2 separate regions of the Oryzias latipes genome follow, and region 2 is linked to region 1. Evidence: chromatin contacts called from public Hi-C data. All regions are on one chromosome and are shown on one strand. The core of a region is the stretch at or near the end of the contact, and the rest is flanking DNA. Distances in the headings are between cores, read along the strand shown. Region 1 holds the start of prdm8 (PR domain zinc finger protein 8). Region 2 holds the start of paqr3 (progestin and adipoQ receptor family member 3).

What was found. Hi-C and Micro-C count contacts between places; a contact is called where the count stands out from the background.
Region 2: a Hi-C map of embryo shows a contact between it and region 1, with 6 times the contacts expected there. The contact joins the promoter of paqr3 here to the promoter of prdm8 in region 1. A contact is called at or near these places in 4 of 5 Hi-C or Micro-C datasets (embryo and gastrula embryo).

What each region holds. Positions count from the first base shown.
Region 1 is chr9:32,458,323-32,463,156 of ASM223467v1, reverse strand. It overlaps prdm8 (PR domain zinc finger protein 8), which reads left to right and starts at 1,948. Exons shown (of 4, transcript XM_004072846.4): 1 at 1,948-2,293; 2 at 4,018-4,242; 3 at 4,361-4,592; 4 at 4,702-4,834. The coding sequence starts at 4,024.
Region 2 is chr9:32,736,796-32,741,629 of ASM223467v1, reverse strand. paqr3 (progestin and adipoQ receptor family member 3) reads right to left here and starts at 2,818. Exons shown (of 7, transcript XM_020706365.2): 1 at 2,617-2,818; 2 at 371-583; 3 at 123-285. The coding sequence starts at 555.

The sequences.
Region 1 (4,834 bases), core at 699-3,198:
AAAAATGAGTCAGTGTTTGAATATTCCCAGCATCTCACATCGTTCACCATAGACGGACAGATAGATAAATAGATGAGTACACAGACCCGCTACATTAAAGAGGCACAGTGTCAAGACAACACAAGTTAAGAAGCACGAAAAATTACAATAGTTCATCAAAAAATAATTCATTAAAAGGGTTTGAATAAAAGAACCAGATGAAAACATTACTTATACATACCACACCATAACATTAGGTACAAGGGCAAATGAAGAGACAGTCCCTCCACTGGTTATTGTCATTTATGGTCAATTACTTTCTTTTCAAAGATAAAAAAATGAACCCTCAGTCATGTTTTCTGCACCAGAAATCCCTAAACGACGGCGTAAAGACGGACGAAGAGGTGATGACGAACGTCTGTTTTTGCCTCCCAGAAACCATCAGATCTGCGTCTGGCTGTCCGCAGCTCTCAGAGAAAACAGCCTCGTCGTTTTAACACTCACCAAATACCAAAGAAACCCGTGGACCGCATTTACCATTTGGGTTTTTAGGAGGAAAAAATATGAAAGTTGTCAATGGATTTTGTAATTTCATCATAAATCATTTTGTGTTCATGTGATGACCGGAAAAACCTGCAGCTCTGTGCAAACAAAACTGTTTTTTCCTCCGTGAGGCCAGAATGTTTCTGAGGATTTACACTCCGCTTTGTCCTTAATATGCTGCCGTCTTTAGCAAAAAGGAATCATGGTTATTATGAATTAGTTATTCAAAAAGGAGATTTGAAATTGGAAGCAGATGAAGAGGAGCTGATTGTCTGCAGACCTGTCAGCATCACTTCTGTCTCGCTCTGCAGTCCAACTGTTTCCTCCGAGGCTGAAACTGCTTTTTGGTGATGAAGCTGACAGTTGCTGTTTGTGTGAAGCTTTATAGGAAAAGTGTGAGTCTCTGCAACTCGTTTGGTTCTTCGCTAAGCTTTTACATTTTGCAAACATTTGTTCTTTGTTTCTAGTCAAACAAAAAAATGTGGTGAGAAAAAAGATCCAAGTGGATTTTTGTTGTGTAGCAAAAATTCAATTTTTTTAATTGAATCATTTTCAGGAGGAAAACACAGCAGCGGGAATCAGATTTACTACAAAGCGTCACGGATCCGTTTAATCTGAAACAGTCTCATCACTTTCAGCTCTTGGATGCAGAAATCTGTTTTCTTGTTGATGTCCAGAATAAAAAGTCCTTACATCTTAAATTCGGTTTCTGCCGCACAGATGCCATAAAGGTTCAAGGGAAAGTTCTCCTCTGCAGCTCCCTTCTTCACCTGTTCTGTCCTGACGGGGTCACAGGTGGGGGTCACAGGTGGGGGTCACAGGTGGGGTCAGGGTCCACCCTGAACGGTCGTCCGTCTGCATCAAAATATGTGCCTCCAACGTCAGCAAATGGTACTCTGGCGCCCCCTATGTGGCCGTGAGCACACTGCAGGCAGCAGAGATGCGCCGGGCGCGCGGTCCGTCTGACCGCACGCAGAGCGCACACCGCCGCGGGATTGATTTCCTGACACACACACACACCCCCCACCCCCCAGGAAAAAAAAGAGCCAAAAAAAGAAAGCAAACTAAATCACAGGCGGGGCAGGATTTTAGACAAACATTTTATGTTTTTTCCTTTCTAATTTTTTACATTTAATTTATTTCTAAAAGTATTTCGTCTAAATGTTAAAATATTATAATTATTATTTTTGTTATTTTTGTGATCAATATTAATCGAACTCAAGATTTTTTCCCAGCATCCCACCGGCTGAATGTCACTTTACTCCAATACAACCACCAACTTCTGTGATTTGAATTACAATAATAATGGGAGGAGGTGTTCGGGGGGAGGGGGGCTCTTTATCCCTCCGTGTCCATAAATCGCATCTAATGACAGTCGGGCAGGGAAGAGTTAAAGGGAGGAGACGGAGAGTGACACGCCTCATTGGGTAGATTATGTGCCGCAAACAAAAAGTGTGTGTCTGCGCGCCAGTCAGCCAGAGCTGCGGCCCCATCTGTGCGCCTGCGTCTGCTCCTCTGTCTACCTTCATCCGTCCGCCCCGCCAGCGTCGGCGAGCCTCTGCCGCAGCACTGTCACTTTCACCGCGCCGGGGGGGGGCATGAACTGATTCTGGGCCAACCCGGGAGCGCCCCGCCACCTCCACCGAGCCCCCAGCTTGATTCCGGAGCCGTATTGTAGTTGCTGCTTCTTCCCGGGACTGTTGACGGTTCTGCGCCGCAGCTGCGCTCTCCAACCGTTTGTGGATTATTGCTCATCCTGGTCGACGCAGAGGTAGGTGAAGCCCAAACGCGCGATTCGGGATAGTTTTGGAGGATTTCTGGGTTGAGTTTCGTTCGTCCTGCGAGCGCTAAAGGCTGTGCGTCTGCGGAGGGGAGAGAAGGCGCAGATGTGGCTCCGCGGCGCTGATTTAGAGCGCCTGGCACCGCTGTAGCATATGGGTGTAGCATCCCCCACCCACTCGGCCTGCCTCTGAAGGAGCACTTTATGGACACAGAACCTTCATTATAACAGGGTCCGTGTCTGCGAACCGCGTCTGGGTCGGTTCCGTCCTCACGGAGCGCGAATGGAAGCTGCTTTCTGAAAGCTCGTTCAGGTTTGCAGCGGTCCTAAAGAAAGGCTCAGCTGCACTAAATCACACAAACCTCAAGAAAAATGGATCATCTTCAGGTACAAATATTCCAGTTTAGTTAGGATCCACGGCATCAACATTGATTCATAAAGAATCAAATAAAAAGAGGAGCCTGAGCAGCCGAAGCGTCGCTTCTCCTCATTTGTCTTTGGTCTTATTTTATGCCAACAAGTATATTTGATTAAAAAATTAAAAATTTTATCGGTATGATCCCGTTCCTGTTGCACCGGTGAATCCTCTGGTTTTCGTGTTTTTGGAGCTGCATTCAAAGGAGCGGGTGCGTAAAGACGCGCGGCGGCTCAGGCCCGGAACGCTCACTGCTTTATTTTTTCATGCTCACATTTATTTTATTGGCTGTTAACTGGCGGCGCCGTGACTTTAACGCCTCCAAGGCAGCGAGGCCCTCATTATTATTGTTGTTATTATTACTATTCTTTTTTAAATTATCATTATTATTATTATTATTAGTGTGTTGGTGTATTCTAGCCAGGAGGAGCGTGTTTTCGCGCGCACTTGTGCCGCGTGAACACGCACTCAGCGGTGATAATAAGCCGCTCGTGCTGCTTTAATTACAGTCTCAGAGGAAAAGTGGAGATTATGGTAATGAGGAGCCACGCGCTGCCGCGTGCGTGCGTTCCTAAAGAGGCTATGGCGGCGGGAAGCCGCCGGACTCTCCGGTTAAATGTGACTATTGAGCTTTGGCAAATTAAAAGTGCGGAGGAGCGCGCGCTCAGAATATTTCCTTTTCATTTTTCAAACTGCACATTCTCGTTAAAAGTGGAAGTCTTACGGGGATTTTGGGAGTTTTGGCTGAAGAGGAGCTTCCACGAGGAATGTTAGTGACACTTTTTCTAATTTACAAATTAACATTATTTAAAAATAGGTTAATGTTCACATTAACAGGTCAAGCAGTATGTGTCCTTTAAAAACAGCAACATATTATTGGTATATTAATACTACTACTACTACTTAGGATACTGATGATGATGATAATAATAATAATAATAATAATAATAATAATAATAATAATAATAATAATAATAATGTTAAATAATAAAAAAAAATGTTAAATAATAATAATGTTAAATAGTAATAATAATAATAATAAAAAATATATAATAATAATAAAATAATAATAATAATAATTATAATAACCACAACAATAATAATTATGTATAATAACTTCATCCCATTGAAACAGATTAAAATGACGAATAAAACCTGATTGAAGGATCAGGAGTAAAGGCAGGAAAAAGAATTCTAAAGAGCATTTAGGGGTTACGGTTCCTCAGTTTTGCCGCTTTATTTGGTGTATGTGGTCACTGTGAAAGCCGCGCGCTCACGTGTGCGTGTCTCGCGCCCGCAGTGGGACATGGAGGAGTCCGGCTCTCAGAAGCTGGTCTGGGACGGGGACGCCAAAGCGGTGCAGCAGTGTCTCACCGACATCTTCACGAGCGTCTTCACCACGTGCGACATCCCCGCGCACGCCATCTTCGGGCCGTGCGCGCTCAGCCACACGTCCATGTACGACAGCATCGCCTTCCTCGCGCTCAAGTCCACCGACAAGCGCGCGGCTCCGTACATCTTCAGGGTGAGTCCGAACGACTTCTTGTCTCGAGTAATTTAATTTCTTTCAGGGAAAAATCAAAACCAGATTTTTTTTACATTTATGGAAATATAAAAGTGAGCCTTTGTTTGCGCGCGCGCAGGTGGACACGTCCGCGGCCAACAGCACCTCGGAGGGTCTGATGTGGCTGCGGCTGGTCCAGTCCGCTCGGGACAAGGAGGAGCAGAACCTGGAGGCCTACGTGAAGAACGGGCAGCTCTTCTATCGCTCACTTCGACGCATCGAGAAGGATGAGGAGCTGCTGGTCTGGTATGGCACGGACCTGATCGACCTGCTGCTGCTCAGCTCCAGCAGGGCCCCCGCAAAGAGTAAAGGTGAGCAGTTAGCCCCTCCCCACTTAAGACTTATTGACAGTAATCCTCTGACAGTCCGTCATTAAAAACAGCTCCAACGTTTGATCCAATGTCCTGGTTCTGCCTGCAGCTTCAGCCCATCACACCTGCCCAGACTGCAACCAGCGGTTCCAGTTTGAGTTTCCCTTCTTGGCCCACCTGCGGTTCCGTTGCTCCAAGAGACTGCAGGGCGGCGGCTCAGCAGACGAGGAGTCCGGCAGAGA
Region 2 (4,834 bases), core at 1,569-4,068, 280 kb before region 1:
ATGACAGCCTCTCATCTGACTGAAGACTTTTCTCTCTGCGAGTCTGTGGATCCTCAGCCTGATGCTTGTTTGTGTTTTGAAGGCAAAAGGAGCTTCAACTGTCAGTCAAAGGATGTGGACACCTGGAAGCAGAAGAGTCCGATGCCGTAGATGACGTAGTCCTCCCTGGAGGCGCCGACCGCCGGCAGCACCGACGCCATGTTGTACACGCCCAGACAGAAGAAGAGCAGGAAGCCCAGCAGGTGGCTCCAGATGTTCCCCGTCTCGTTGGACAGGATGAAGATGCTGCACAGACAGATCAGGGTCTTCGTGGTCCAACGGAAACACGCCTGAGCCTATGGGACCGCCGCGGCGCCCTCCTAAACCTCACCTTTTCACACACAGCCTGGAGGGCAGGTAGGCTCGGTACCCGTCTGTGATGTAGGGGTTCTCCCGCAGGAACGCCGGGATCTGCTCGTACGTGTACAGCCGGATGCCTCTGGGCACCAGAACCGGCCAGTACTGGTAACCTCCCAGCTCGATGTAGTGGGCCGTCTGGGGGCTCTTCTGAGGCATGGCGGCGGCAGCAGAGGCCTCCCGGACGCTGCGGCGAGGAGGCGGGTCAAAAACCACAACACGCCCAAGAAATGACACTTCTGCTCAGGAAAGGTTCAAGAAAACCATCCAGAAATCTGACTGAGAAGAGCGACGATGAGATCTGTCAGTGATGACGGGGAAGCAGACCTTCATCACCAAGGAGGAAGCAGACCCAGAAATGACCCCGGGCAGTGCCGGTTTTTGATATGGGCGATGTGGGCGGTCGCCCAGGGCGGCACTTCATAGGGGGCGGCATTGGCCGTGTCCGATGAGTAATGTGCTACATACAAAATTCAAAGAGATAGCTTGAAGTTTTAATTTGAAATTACTTCAGCAGCCGACACTTAATACTTTTGTTTTGACACATCAGACTCTTAATAATGTCTTCCTCCTGTTTCCTCTTCACACTTATGGTGCAAAAAAAAAAAAAAAAAAAAAAAAGAACAATTTAGAGTGAAACAACGTAAAACAGGCACATGAAAAGGATTTAGGCAGAACAAACATCCGTGCTCAACCCAATTTCGACAAAAGCAGGCAATGGGGATTATTTCCCACAATTCTTTGCTCCGACACAGCAGACCCGATGCGCACGTGACCACCGCCCTCTGCTGCAAGACGCTTGCGGCCACACCTCTTTGCGGTAGTCTTTGGAACATAAGTAAAAAAAACTCGAGAGGGGAGCGCAACTCGCCGGTGGCTGGCTGAATCACACTAACTGGTGTGATGGGAGTCTTTTTCTATCTGACAATCAACTCTGGGCCGCAGCTGCGCCTGTCGTCATGGAGACGGAGCCGCGTGTGTGAGAGGGAAGGGGAAGGGGGGGGGGGGATGAGCGCAGACCATTTTATATGGATTGAAGTTTTTTGGAGGATTTCTACTGTTGGTGTTGCACAAATTTAGGGAACTGCCAAATATTTTTGGAGTAATCCCACTGATCAGTTCTATGATTTAGTCTTTAATGTTTTATAAGACCTAAACATATTAATCACAATAAGTTTTATTTTTTAGATCTAATCCCTCTGTTATGTTTCACAAAGACACACACAGGACGTCACACATTAAGAAATTATTGCTAAAAATGAAGCAGGAGTCCAGCTCTAAAAAAAAATGCTCTAAAAAATGATGAAAGAGCAAAAAAATGGAATTATTTGATATGTAATTTCTTATTAATATTTCCAGGCTTTCTTTGTTTTTTGTCCTGCAGCATGTTCATATTTGTATAATGTTGACAGAATATATTTAAATGGAGAACAAAATATTACAAGTTATTTAAGGTTTAACTTGAGTTATTCTGGATTAATGTTCCTGTTTTTATTCATATTTATGTTCAAAAAGTTCAGTGTAAAAGGTTTAAAAGTTTAGCTTTAGTGTGTAGTTCAGTAAATCTTTATCTTCTTCGGCTCAAAACCTTAAGCGTGTTTTTAACTTAGGCCCCTGTGTGACTGAGTTTGACCCCCCTGTAATACGAGTCTAGAAAATTCATGCATTTTTTGAGTAAAATGGCTAAATAGAAGATAGGGAACACAACAGGATGTTGTATGTGTGCGCGGGGGGGGGGGGGGGGGGGGGGGGGCGCTGGTGGGGTTACTCGCCCAGGGAGTAAATTAGTGTAGAACCGCCACTGACCCCGGGTCAATTCTGGGTCTGCTTCCTCCTCAGCGAAGAAGAAGAAGCAGACCCTCATCATCACTGATGCTGAAGACCAACGTGTCCCGGTTTCAGCAACGCTTCAATCACTGGGAAACCGGAACCCCGTTCTCGGACTTCAGGTTTTGAACACAGGCGCGCGGCTCTCCTCTGTCTCTAGATACCGGAAGTAGATCAGCCAATGAAAGACGTGGATCGCAGAAACGGTCAGGACGGCTTCTTCCCCAGCGACGTGATCATCTAGGAGCCGATTAAAAGCAGGGCACCACGTGACCAACCCACCGAAGGATCTAGCCGCCGTTCAGCGCGCAGAACTTTACCGGAAAGGATATTTTAGGCACAAAAAAGCGTTTTGGAATCTCTGCCGATCAGGCGAATGTCGGAAAATCTCACCTGTTAATAGTTTCTGCTCTCAGGAATCACCTGCTCGGCTTCCGTCGTCTATTCGGAGGTTTACATTGTTTTCAACAAGTTAAAAAAAAACATAAAAAAGGATCATCTATTCATCTGTTCAAAAAGTTTTGGGTTCGCGTCTTTGTCTCAGAAAAAGCGTCATCACCTCTGGAGGACCCCGGAAGGTCCCCAAACACTGCCTGAATAAAAAGAACAGAACGTTTCCTTTGGCTGGTCTTTTAGATGAAATCAATGAGATATTTAAAATATAGATTTTTAGCTCATTTTCAGAGCAGGTTTAAAACTTTAACAACATATATGTAGATGAAGACAAAAATGACATTTCAGAAATAACAGTTTTAGTTCATCAGGAGCCTTCACTGATAAAGAAGCACAACGTTAATGCCTTTTGGTTTAAATGGTTAAAATGACAAAAAACAACATTTAGATCAAAATAAGGCGTTTTACTCCCCATCTTCCAAACCCACTTTATTCCCTTTTGGGATTGCTGAGTCATTTTTGGTAAATCTACAAACCATCAAAAGAGGATTTAAATCCAGCTGCAAAGAAAAACGGGTCACTTTCAGCCTCTTTTCTTCACGGAAAGAGAAGACCAGAGCGGAACGAGGATCTCCATCGTGTGATGAATGCTTCAACTAGAGCTTCCATGTATGCCGACTGGATGTTTTTGTCTTAATCTGCAGTTTGAAAAAAGGCTTTTGGACTTTTTTATTTGTGTTAAAGTTTTATTTATACCCAAACTTTTGACTTTTACCTTTGACTAAAATTGCTCCTTAAAGTCTTGTTTCGATCATCTTCTGATCTGTTTCCAAACCGTTCCCAGTCGTCTTTTAATGATGATGATGTCATTTTCAGCCATTTCCAAAAACCTGGGTGGTTTTCTAGGACGTAGTTTCTGCAGAGCAGCAGGAGTTCATCTCTGAGTTGTGGGCGGGACTGTAGCAACATGGTACTCATTTCCCATCATCCCTTTGGTTACAGTTCCTCCCACTAGCTTACAGCCCCTCACCCCCCAACCAAACATTAGTGGTGCAGCAACATCAGAGCAGGGGTGTCTGCTGAGAAGAAACATGCTGGAGATCAGAGCTCCTTCGCTCACGGTCCCCTTTAGACAAAATCTCCTCCGCTCCAGCGGCGCCCGTCTCCGCTCTGACTCGGCGCTGACGAATGTCTGGATCTGAGGGGGGGGTTCTGGATGGGGGGGTTTCTTCATGACATCAGCTTGTCATGTGAAGCTCTTCCTGTACAGAAGTATGAAACATAGAGCAGCTTTCTCAGGTTTTATTGGGCCCAGCTGGGACCAATGACCCCCCCACACTAACCTCACATGTTGCTTACATCACTAATGTTAAATGGACTGGAGGTCATGGAGGTCACCCTGATGCAACAGCCTTCCACCCGTCCTTCACCTTTGACCTGTTGCTGGGCTCGGCCTGAATAAAAGCTTCGCTGTCCGTCTAAAGCTCACATGCTTCCTGCTTTGCCAGGAGACGACGGGGCCTCTGCGACGCTCACGCGGCCTCGCGGCGGCGTGTGCTTGTCGGTGGCCGGCTGCTCTCATCGGCTTTATTTATAGCGGCCGCCACGAGACGTCTGCTGGAGACGAGCGTGTCCTCTGCGTCTGCGCCACAGTTTGTGAGGACCGCCATCAGAGGAAGGACGGGTGTCCCCGCCCCGGGCAGAGGGGGGGGCTTCACGTGTCACGTCTGCGGCGTGAGCCGACGTTCACTCCAGCTCAGAGCCGTGTTTGTTTGCTGTCTGCTTGTCGCTCGCCACTCTGGCGGGATGCTGACAGTGGTCTGAGGCGGCCTCAGCTCCTCACACGGTCGATCCCACCCCCCCTTCCCCTCTGTTTTCTGGGAGGACTCTCTGCAGGCCTCCATGCATGAAGCCGACGGCGCTCTTTGCTCCTCCTGCAGGCACAGAGGAAGGAAACCCTCTGAAAAGCCATTTTGAACTCAAACCCTTTTGGAAAACCTCCAGGAGAGCCGATCAGACAGAAACAGAAAGTTTCATCTTTCCTCTGCTGCACAAACACCAGACGTCACACATCTGACTCCACCCACATTTAGAAAGACTTCAGAACCGCGGATCCTGCTCCAGCATCAGGCTCCGCCCCGCTGTAGGTCCACAGTGACGCCGTTGTGTCCGTTCAGGCAGCTGGTTCTGGACCACACGGTTCTCCTGTCTCGACCAG